Regions from separate parts of the Sus scrofa genome. Here region 1 is linked to region 2. The links are chromatin contacts, called in public HiChIP or PLAC-seq maps. All regions are on one chromosome and are shown on one strand. Each heading gives the region's core, a stretch centred on a gene start, on an enhancer-like site or on the middle of the called end of the contact. The rest is flanking DNA. Distances are from core to core; before and after follow the strand shown.

What was found. HiChIP or PLAC-seq counts read pairs in DNA pulled down with a chosen protein or histone mark.
Region 1: an H3K27ac HiChIP or PLAC-seq map of alveolar macrophages shows a contact between it and region 2. The contact joins two enhancer-like sites. A contact is called at or near these places in 2 of 47 Hi-C or Micro-C datasets (liver and skeletal muscle) and 1 of 2 datasets of contacts at active chromatin or transcription factors (alveolar macrophages).

Annotation. Positions count from the first base shown.
Region 1 is chr7:33,550,341-33,555,574 of Sscrofa11.1, forward strand. All of the region lies in intron 3 of ZFAND3 (AN1-type zinc finger protein 3), which reads left to right. Among named protein-coding and RNA genes, the nearest start is that of ZFAND3, 170 kb to the left of the region's middle. Within about 2 kb of position 1,286, at least 12 of the 83 cell types and tissues checked have an H3K27ac peak or open chromatin away from gene starts, as enhancers often do. A contact at or near this core is called in alveolar macrophages, where this site is marked.
Region 2 is chr7:33,431,208-33,437,002 of Sscrofa11.1, forward strand. All of the region lies in intron 2 of ZFAND3 (AN1-type zinc finger protein 3), which reads left to right. Among named protein-coding and RNA genes, the nearest start is that of ZFAND3, 56 kb to the left of the region's middle. Within about 2 kb of position 2,249, at least 3 of the 83 cell types and tissues checked have an H3K27ac peak or open chromatin away from gene starts, as enhancers often do. A contact at or near this core is called in alveolar macrophages, where this site is marked.

The sequences.
Region 1 (5,234 bases), core at 36-2,535, 120 kb after region 2:
TGATAAAAATTCAAGAATTTAGATTGGAGTAGGGTTTTACTTTGAGTAAGATTATAGTACCTGCTGGCAAAGTTTGAAATTTAACTGCAGTTCTAGGAGATACTGCAAATACTCAGAACAAAGGAGGAGACTTGAGGTGAATAGCCAGCAAATGTCTGAGCATGAGGAAAATTCAGTTGTCATATAAGGAGTCAGAGGTTTACAGGTGGTGAGGTTCAGAGGAATTAGTTTTTAGGATTTGAAAGAATGGTTCAGAGTTTTGAATTGGCTGTAGAAGTCCCCCCAGTAACAACATTTAGCATTCCTTTAATTGGAAACTTTATTGCCTTAAAATTTACAAGCAAGTGGGAAAGTTAGTAGAAAAAACAGAATTCACTTCATAGAAATTTAAAATATTCTGAAGTGCATCCTTCTGAGGAAAAAAAAAAATGAAGGTAGTTGTATTTGTGTGTGGTATTGGGGCTATATACCTAACCTATACCTAAAAAAATCTTAAGCATTCTCAGTGCAGTAATTGACTGCTGTCAAACAGTAATTCAGAGTTACCTGCAGGATTTTTGCAACCTGTAACTACCTTGGCCCAGCCGCAATTGTATTGGATATAAATCTTAACCCCTTTGTGGACACTCCTGTCTGGTGCAAGACTTCTGAGGCCATTTGCCTGCATGTAGTCCAATTGGGATTAAGAGGAGAGGAGAGAAGAGCCAGATTGGTGACATTGTGACTCTTCTCACTGGAAACGGGTGTGGATCTAATGACCCAGATCATGATTTGCTTGGTCTCAGCTGCTCTTTCTTTAAAAAGGAGTATTACTACTATTGGACTTTCAAAATGAAACATCTTAAAAATAGTGGTTTCTGATAGATTCATTAGTATTTCCTGGGAAGAAATTCTGAGTTTCTCAGGCAAATCTAGAACTGTTCTAATTATTTGCATATTTTTGTCCCCATAGAACATGTTTTGAAAACTGGTTGTTAATGTTGTTGGAGTTGAGAGAAAATACTGTGTAAGTTAATTTTTTTTTGGTAAAAGTTTTAAATGGTACATTAGAAGTAAAATAGTAATTTTGTAAAAAAAAAGTTGAAAAAAATGAAGCAAAGTTCCCATAGTAATGTTATCTTTGCCCTCACACAGCTGCGTTATTACCCCATTGGACTGTGTGATTAATGCTTTTTCCTGATAACCACAGAAGCACATAGGATTCTTTCTGTATCACTGGGTCTGAACTTTAATGCTACTTTCCCAGTAAGCTGTGTAAATACGTGGTCTCAATATGTAGCTCCAGTTTGACCTTTATACTTGCTATTCCTGCCAGAATTTGTCCTTGCAGTGCTTTCTTGCTTCATCTGTTGCAAACTCTTTCCTGTCCCCCTCACCCCTCTTCCGGAAATGTCACTGCTCTGAAATTTGTTTATTTTCTCATTTCGTCTCTCCATTCCTGACATTCCTCATTATTCCCCCCCCCCATATTCAAGCTGTTCACTTTCTCTCAATTCAGTTTCTAATGATAAGCTTATTGGATTTCTTTATTTTGTTTTGCAAAATTAAAATATTTTCTAAATGTTTTTCTTATTAGCTCCATGTCTCTTTTGAAGCCAGCCCCTATCCTGAGATAAAATAAATATTTGACATTTGTTTTCATATTTCTTCTAACAACTCCTTTTGTTCTTCATGCTCATTTAAAGATGTGGCCTTAATGTAGACTATTAGCTCTTCCCTTTTCTCCCCTCCCTCTCTCCAGCATTTACTGTGTATGCTCTATGTCAGGGACTCTTAGGCTCTAGAAATAGAGCAGTAAGAAGGCTGCATACTTTTTAAGTGTCCAGTTTTTATTTGTTCCACAAATATTTAACTGAACACCTAACGCATATTGGACACTACACTAGCACTGGGAACATAGCAGAAAATGAAGCTGCTAAATCCTGTACCATCAGGGACCCTAAATTCTTGTAGGAGGAGAGATCAATATAAAAATATGTAGTATGTCAGATGATGATGAGTGCTCTGGGAAAAAGAATAGTTAAGGGGATGGAGGCCCTAGGGAAAAGGGTGTATACATATATGAGCTTCCTAGTTTTTGTAGGGAAGGTCAGTAGGTAAAGACCTAGCCATGTGGTTAACTAAGGGAAAAGTATCCAGGCAGAGGTGACAGCAAGTGTTAAGGTCCTGGGGCCGGTTGGGAGAGTGTTCAAGATGTGTTCCAGGAATAGCAAAAATGCCACTGTTGGTTGGTGCAGAGTTAAATACTAGTAAAAGCTGGAGCGTGAGATAATAAGCTTGAGTCATTGAGGCTCTTGTATGCTTTTTACTCTGGTTAAGATGGGAAGTCAGTGTAGAGTCGGGTTTGTTTGATCATGTCAGAGGAGTGATATGATTATACTTAGTTTTAAAAGGTTTACTTGGGCTGCTATGTGGGGGCAAAGGAGGATACACTATTATGTAAAGTAAAAGAGTATGGAATATTACAGTAATTCAAGTTTGTGGTCATGACGGTGTGGACCAGGGCTGTGGAGTTGAACAGAATTGTTAGTAGTTTGGATATACTTTGAAGATAGATTTGACAGGATTTTTTTGATACAGTTAAAGATGATTACAAAATTTTGGCTTAAGCAGCTAGAAAGATGGAATTGCCTTTTACTAAAATGAAGAAGGCTGCCAGAGAAGCAGTTTTGTTGGGAAAATGAAGAATTGAGTTTTGGACATGTGAAGTTTGAGATGCTGTCCTACTGGATAAGGGCACCTAAGTTTGATAATCATGTTTCTTTGGAGTTAGCTGTTTGCTTGGTTAAAAGCAACAAAAGTAGTGATCTGTTTATACATAACCGTACGTTTAACTTTTTTCTTTTTTTACTTACAACCTTTTCTCTTCTTCCTACCGATGAGGATCACTTTTTTGTTGTTGGAGAGCGTGCTCTGGTATCCTTATATCCATGTGGTAAATTTGAGAGCCATGTTAGTATTTTGCTCTTTGGTGTGAATGCTATTTATTTGACTGAGTATAAGAGTCTACATTAAAAATTATTTTTGGGCATTCCCATTGTGGCTTAGTGGTAATGAGCCTGACTAGTACCCATGAAGATGTGGGTTTAATCCCTGGCCTCGTGTTCAGTGGGTTAAAGATCTGGTACTGCCATGAGCTGCATTGTATGTCAAGGATGTGGCTCAGATCCTGCGTTGCTGTGGCTGTGGTGTAGGCTGGCAGCTGTAGCTCTGATTGGACCCCAGCCTGGGAACTTCCATATGTTTCAGGTGCAGCCCCAGAAAGCAAAAAAAAAAAAAAAATCCCTCAGAAAATCTGTCTAACAAGAGTCCCAAAATGAGAAAGCAGGGAAAAATGGGAGGGGGTCAAAGTAATAATGAAAGAGAATTTCCGGTGTTAAAGACTGAGATTCTCAAATTCAGTGGATTTGCAGCAGATAAGATAAATGAGATAAGACCCCATTCAAACTAAAACTTCTTAACAGATTAAGAAAATTCTTCCAAAAGAAATTTCACACCAACTTCCCTACTTAAGGAGATTGAGATAGCCAAACTTCATTAGCATCTTTGGTTGCTATGAGTCAATGAAAGGATGCCTTTAAAGCAGGATATGAAGTGTCAGGGTTTGGAGAGTAAAATTTTAGATACAGTGACCAGAGAAGACCTTTTAAATAAAAATCTGAAGGATGTGAAGTAGCTAGCCATGTAGATACCTAGGAGATGAGCAACCCAGGCAGAGAGAACATAACGGCAGAGATCCAGAGGCAGAAGTATTCTTGATGTTTCAGAACAACAAGGGAGCCAGTGACTGCAGCAGAGAGAGCAAACAGTGAGTAGTAGGAGATGAAGTCAAGGGGTAAGGGGCTCTCAGGTCATGTAAGGGCTGGTGTGTCATGGTAAAGATTAGTATTTACTGAATGAGATGAAAATCCACTGAAGGGTCTTGAGCGGAGTGGTGCTATCATCTGCTGTGCATTTTAGCAGGTAGAGTCTTCTGTGTTAAGAAATGACTGGAGGGGAGTTCCTGTCGTGGTGCAGTGGTTGACGAATCCGACTGGGAACCATGAGGTGGCGGGTTTGGTCCCTGCCCTTGCTCAGTGGGTTAACGATCCGGCATTGCTGTGAGCTGTGGTGTAGGTTGCAGATGCAGCTCGGATCCCGCATTGCTGTGGCTCTGGCGTAGGCCAGTGGCTACAGCTCCGATTCGACCCCTAGCCTGGGAACCTCCATATGCCGCGGAAGCAGCCCAAGAAATAGCTAAAAAAGACCAAAAAAAAAAAAAAAAGAACGAAGAAATGACTGGAGGACCAGAGCAAGGGCAGTTAGGAAGTTACTGTAGTAATCCAGGGAGAGTTCACAGTGGCTTCCATCAGAGTAATGATAGTAAGGATGATGAACAGTAGTTGAATTTGGAAACTTTTTTTTTTTTTTTTTGAAGGTGGAATTGGCAGGATCATGGGCAGATTAGATTTTGGGGGAGAAGGGAAAGGGAGAGAGAAACAGACAGATCAATAAAGTATGATATTAATATTTTTTGGCCTAAGCAATTCCTGAATGAAATGACCACAAACTGAATTGCAGAAGGTGGAGAGCGGGCTAGGGCAAGAATATTCAAAGCTTACCTTTAGACATGATTTTAAACCCTTTTGATCTTTGCCAGTCAGAAACGTGAAAAAAAATTATTTTAATTTTCATTTCTCCAGTTATGAGTGAAATTGAGCATTTGCATTTTCTTTATTGTGACCCATCTATTTTAATTAGTTAATTTGGAGATTTCAAATTTCACCATCTCTTGGGTGGTTCTTTTTCTTTTGATTTGTAGGAATCCTTTTTATAAACTAAGAAATTAGCCCTTTGTGGTATTTGTTGCAAAAAATCACCCTGCCCCAGTTTTTATTTCAAAAACCTTCTGATGGTGTTTTTATACAATTTTGACTTTTTAAAAAATTGCTGAATTAGTCTTTTATAGTGTCAGGGTTTGGATCATACTTAGGCCTTCACCCTAATATCATTTTAAAAACTATGTATTTTTTGCTAGTAATTTTGTAATTTCATTTGCATTTAAATCTTTACTTCGTTTGGATGTTAAATGAAATAAAATGATGTCCTAGACGATGGTCTTGTTTAAGGTATGCTTTGGAAAGTCAGGATGCAACTGCAGAACCTCCATGTTCATAGATGGAGCAGGACTCTAGAAGTGTCAACAAAGGATATAGTAACAGAGACTAGCCTTTTCTCAGATTTCTCATAGTTAT
Region 2 (5,795 bases), core at 999-3,498:
CAGATACATGATCAATTATGTCAACACCCTGGACACCCTAGAAGAAATGGATAAATTCAGAAACATACAGCCTATCAAAACTGAGAAATTGAGAAACCTGAACAAACCAATTACTAGTAAAGAGACTGATTCAGTAATCAAAGTCTTCCCAACAAACCAGAGTGCACAGGCATTCCCTTTCGTGCACATCCTTACCGACACTTACTGCTTTTTGCTCGTAACTGTTCTAATAAATGTGAAGTGATGGTGCATTGATTGCATTTCCCTAGTAATTAGTGATGTTGAGCACCTTTTTATGTACCTTTTGGGCATTTATGTGTCTTCTTTGGAAAAAGGTCTTTTTAATTCTGCTCATTTTTTAATTGGATTTTTTTTTTTTTTTTTTTTTTTGCTGTTGAGTTATGAGTTCTTTATATAGTTTGGATAGTAACCCTTTATTAGATATATGATTTGCAAATATTTTCTCCCATTTGTAAGTTGTCTGTTCATTTTTTTGGATGGTTTATTTCTTTTGCAGTGCAGATGTTTTTTAGTTTGGTGTAGTCCCACTTATTTTTGCTTTTGTTGTCTTTGCTTTTGGTGTCAAATCCAAAATGATGTTGCTGAAACTGACGTCAAAGAGCTTACCCCTTGTGTTTTCTTTTAGGAGTTTTATGGTTTCAGATCCTACGTTCAAGTTTTTAATCCATTTTGAGTTGATTTTCTGCATCTATTGAGATTATCATATGATTTTTATCCATTTTTTTATTGTTTTGTATCACATTATTTAGCAGATTTTGAACCATCCTTGAATCCCTTAAAAAAATCCCACTTGATCATGAGGTATGATCCTTTTAATAATAATGTTTTGTTTTTTTTTTGTCTTTATTGCTATTTCTTGGGCCGCTCCCATGGCATATGGAGGTTCCCAGGCTAGGGGTCTAATCGGAGCTGCAGCTCCGGCCTACGCCAGAGCCACAGCAACGCGGGATCCGAGCCGAGTCTGCAACCTATACCACAGCTCACGGCAACGCCAGATCGTTAACCCACTGAGCAAGGGCAGGGACCAAACCCGCAACCTCATGGTCCCTAGTCAGATTGTTAACCACTGCGCCACAACAGGAACTCCCCTTTTAATAATATTGTTGAATTCAGTTTGCTAATTTTTTTTTTGGAGGATTTTTGTATATATGTTCATTAGGGATATTGATTGTTAGTTTTTTTGTAGTTTCCTCACCTGGTTTTGGTGTCAGATGATGCTGGCCTCATAAAATGAGTTTGGAAATGTTCCCTCTTCAATTTTTTTGGAGTCTGAGAAGGATTGGTATTAATTCTTCTTTAAATGCTTGATGGAATTTACAAGTGAAGCCATCTATGCCTGGACTTTGGTTCGTTGGGAAGATTTTGATTCTTGAATAAGTCTCTTTACTAATAATTGGTTTGTTCAGGTTTTTTTGTTTTGTTTTGTTGTCTTTTTTTTTTTTAGGGATGCCCCCTTGGCATATGGAGGTTCCCAGGGTAGGGGTCAAATCAGAGCTGTAGCTGCCGGCCTACACCACAGCCACAGCAACGCAAGATCCAAGCTGTGTCTGTGACCTGCATCACAGTTCACGGCAATGCCGTATCCTTAACCCGCTGAGCGAGGCCAGAGATCGAACCTGCAACCTCATGATTACTAGTTGGGTTCATTAACCACTGATCCGCAATGGTAGCTCCATGTTTAGGTTTTTTTCTACCTCAGTTTCTCAACTTAATTTCTTAGTTTTGATAGGTTGTATGTTTTAGGAATTTATCCATTTCTTCTAGGTTGTCCATGTGTTGACATAATTGATCATGTATCTGTTATTGAACAGTAATTTGTGTGTCTGTGGGAGCACGTTAACCAAATTTCCAATACACATGTTCTAGCCTTTACTTAAGGAGACATCATGTTGTGATGCAGAGCGCATTGCCCTTGGAACCAGAAAGCCTAAGTTAACATCTTGTCCCCACCACTTGTTAGCTTTGTTATCTTGAATAAGACCACCTCTTCACACCTTAATTCTCTTAACTGTAAAATAAGCATATTTCCTGCATTTCAGAAAGGTAGTTTTAGGAATCAAGTATGGTAATGTGTATGGGAGAACTTTTTAAGCAGAAAAGAGAAAATTTGGGTTTTATATTTAGTTTCTATTTGTTTCAGACCTTTTTCATGAAGACAGTCATGACTCGCTTTTTGCTTAGTGCAGATTTTATCTGAGTAATCTGTGTTTGGCAATTTGAACTTTCAGTATTTCCTATTGTTGGTCCTCCCCCCATAGTTAGGATTCATAACTATGCCTGTCTGCAGTTATCAGCAGAGACTGTGCTGCTCCTTAAACTGTGTCTCAGATACACATAATTTCCAGGGCCCTAATAACTATTTTCTGATGAACCTTATGGTCACAGACTGAAAATGAGGTTTGCTTTTTGGGGAGGGTCATGATAGCAGCAGCCTGGAGACCAGCAGGTAAGGCTTTGGGGTGAATAATACATGAAGACTAAATTGATGAGTGGGCTCCTGGGATTATGAGACTGGCCTTGTACTTCAGTTAGTTTGGGTAATATTTTAGAAAGTAGCAACTTTTCTCCATAGTCATTTGAATTTTTTTTTTTTTTTGCTTTTTAGGGCCTCACCCGAGGCATATGGAGGTTCCCAGGCTAGGGTCCAATCTGAGCTGTAGCCACTGGCCTACTCCATAGCCACAGCAATGCAGGATATGAGCCGTGTCTGTGACTTACACCACAGCTCACGGCAACGCCAGATCCTTGACCCACGGAGCGAGACCAGGGATTGAAACCGAAACCTCATGGTTCCTAGTCTGATTCGTTTCCACTGCGCCATGAAGATTAACTTTAAAAAATTTCCCAAATTTCAAAAATTTGTTAGCTGTATTACTTGACTACAGTGTTAATGATCTTGCACTCCCCCTGCTGGCTGACTCTTTAGAAATACAATGAATTAAGGAAAAGAATACTAATTCTGAGCTGAGAGTATCTGTCAAATTTTATATTCTTTGTAGAAGTGGCTGATGTTATAGGAGGTGTCATTCGAGTAAGGAATTGATGCATTATGTCTTTCCTTTTTTGTGACTTGTTTACAGTGGTATTTAGTGCTCAGAGGATATTCATTTAGCATTTTTTGAAAAAAGGTAAACTTAGATTTAGTTATAGCATGTGTTATAAGTTTACTCTCCTGTGTTCTAAAAAGCCACCATTGGCCTACACCACAGCTATAGCTACGCCAGATCCTTAACCCATTGAGGCCAGGGATTGATCCCACAATCTCATGGTTCCTAGTCGGATTCGTTTCCGCTGTGCCACAACGGGAACTCCTTTAAGCTACTTTTTTCAACCAAAAATAACTTGTGGTTTGTGTGCCTTTATTTGGTCATTCATTCTTACGGCATTTATTTATTGAATGTCGCTTAGTTTCTGTAAAGCCCTGATAGGTGTTGAGGTGAACACAGAAGGATGAGGTGATACTCCATGAAGGCTTAGGGCTACTTCACTCCTAAGATCTAAACTCTCTGCCAATGAAAATATTAAATGCCAGTGTGTCATTAAATAGTGTGATGAATGCTATGGGATATTAAACACATTTGAATGTTAAAGATGATGAAGCCCATTGTGGTGTTAAAGATAAAGACAGGCATCAGAGTGCTTACAAGACTCTGAGGAATGGATGTAGTTCAGGTAGGCAGAAGTGGAGGATGTGACGGACAGGCATTCCAGGGAACAGCATGGTAAAAGGCATGAGTAGGATATTAGTGTAATTTATTTAGGGTACAGTGAAAAGCACTGTCCTGGAGCTTTACACACTTAGTCGATTTAATTCTTAAATTAATCCTCTGGTGTGGTGTGACTCTCTTTCACAGATAAAAGTAAGAAAGGCTTATAGGGGTTAAAATATTGTTAGCATTTCCATCTGCCAGTCATGAAAGTTCTAGGATTTATCTTGCATATATCTGAGTGCAGATGAAGCCTATGCTTCTCTGGCTGTAACTGAAGTTGGATAGGACCATGGAGCATAGGTATTGTGATGTGTGATTTTCATATTCCAAAATGCACTTATTGGGAATTAATGTAAATATGGCTAACTGGAGCTTTATTCTAAAACTTGGTTGTTTTTAGTGCTCGCTAAAATTTTATTGACCTATTGGTAGTAGGGAAAATACGTGTATGTTCTGCTCTGCGCACCCTGTCCCCACCAGGGCACTGGTAGAAATGGGATAACTGATACATAGCACTGTTTGCTGTCAGTCTGCATCTGACCTCAGTGTTCTTTTTTTAAAAAATGCACTCGAGAAGGTTATGCTCTAAGAAAATTTTATGTGAGCTTAATTTTATTCTTTAAGCCATACTTTCATTTCTTTGTCTTTTTAACAATGACCTGTTTCGTGTTACTGAAAAGTTTTAGTTTTCAAAGCTTTTTCATCTAGTTTAACCAAAATAATTTCTCAAACATATTTTCATGGGTGCTTATGTATTTGATTATAATAATTGCCTAACTAGGTCTAGGCATCCATCTATTCTGGGAGACAAACCAAAAAAGTCCAGGACAACTGGCATTTGGACCATTTGCTGACTCCTGTCTGATTAAATTGTTTTTGTCTGTAATGGGTGGATGGATTAGATCAATGGCATACACCAGGCTGCATAAGTACAGGACATTCTCTATACTGGGGGCTAAGTTAGAGACATTTATTCTTTCCCAGCAGATCATTTAAGGGAAAATATTTACTAGGTGTGTGTGGTTTATAAGACATAACTTGATCAATTTTAAGATTAGTGACAACTTAAAAAGTTCTGTTTTTGAATTTAAATAAAAAATTAAAGCTAAAGGGCTTTAGCTTTGAGGCCTGAATCTATCTGCATGATTTCTTTTTCACATTCACATATATAGGCAATTTCCCTTTATGTTTTTGCCAGATAACCTTCTCCATAATTGCACGCTTGTCTGGGGATCTAAGACAAGCAAAATAATGGTTTCTTAATTAAATATGAGAACTCTTAAGTAGTTACCATAATTCTACATGGGAAGGCTTATAGATTTCCTTGCAAGATTCATCTTCTGTAGGACACAATGAAGAATGATTAGGAGGAAAGGACATAGCAGATTATCAAGTATATTATGTCTGTGTTGAATAGCCTTTAAAAGAAACTGAGATATAATTGTCATATAACAAATATTTTATTTATTTTAGTTATACAACATAATGATATGTTTGAAACAATCATTACAATAAATTTACCTCCATCACCAAACATAGTTACATTTTTTTTTAAATGCTTGCTTCCCTATTGTTTTTATTTTTTATTTTTATTTATTTTTTTTGGGGGGGGGGCCTGCACCTTCGGCATGTGGAGGTTCCCAGGCTAGGGGTCAAATCGCAGCTGCAGCTGCTGGCCTACACCATAGATAGCCACAGCAACACTGGATCCTTCACCCACTGAGAGAGGCCAGGGATCAAACCCCAAACCTCATGGTTCCTAGTTGGATTCATTTCCGCTGTGCCACGACGGGAACTCCACACTCTCTTCTTTGTGATGAGAACTTTTAAGTCTACTCTCTTAGCAACTTTCAAATATACAATATGGTATTGTTAACTGTGTCACCATGCTGTACATTACATCCCCAGGTCTTAGTTATTTTATACCTTTTAACCACTGTTACCATCCATTACACCTATTCCCCACCCCCGCCTCTGGCAACCACCAGTCTGTTCTTTGTATTTATGAGGTTTTTGTTTTTTTAAGTTTCCACCTATAAGTGACAGCATATAGTATTTGTCTTT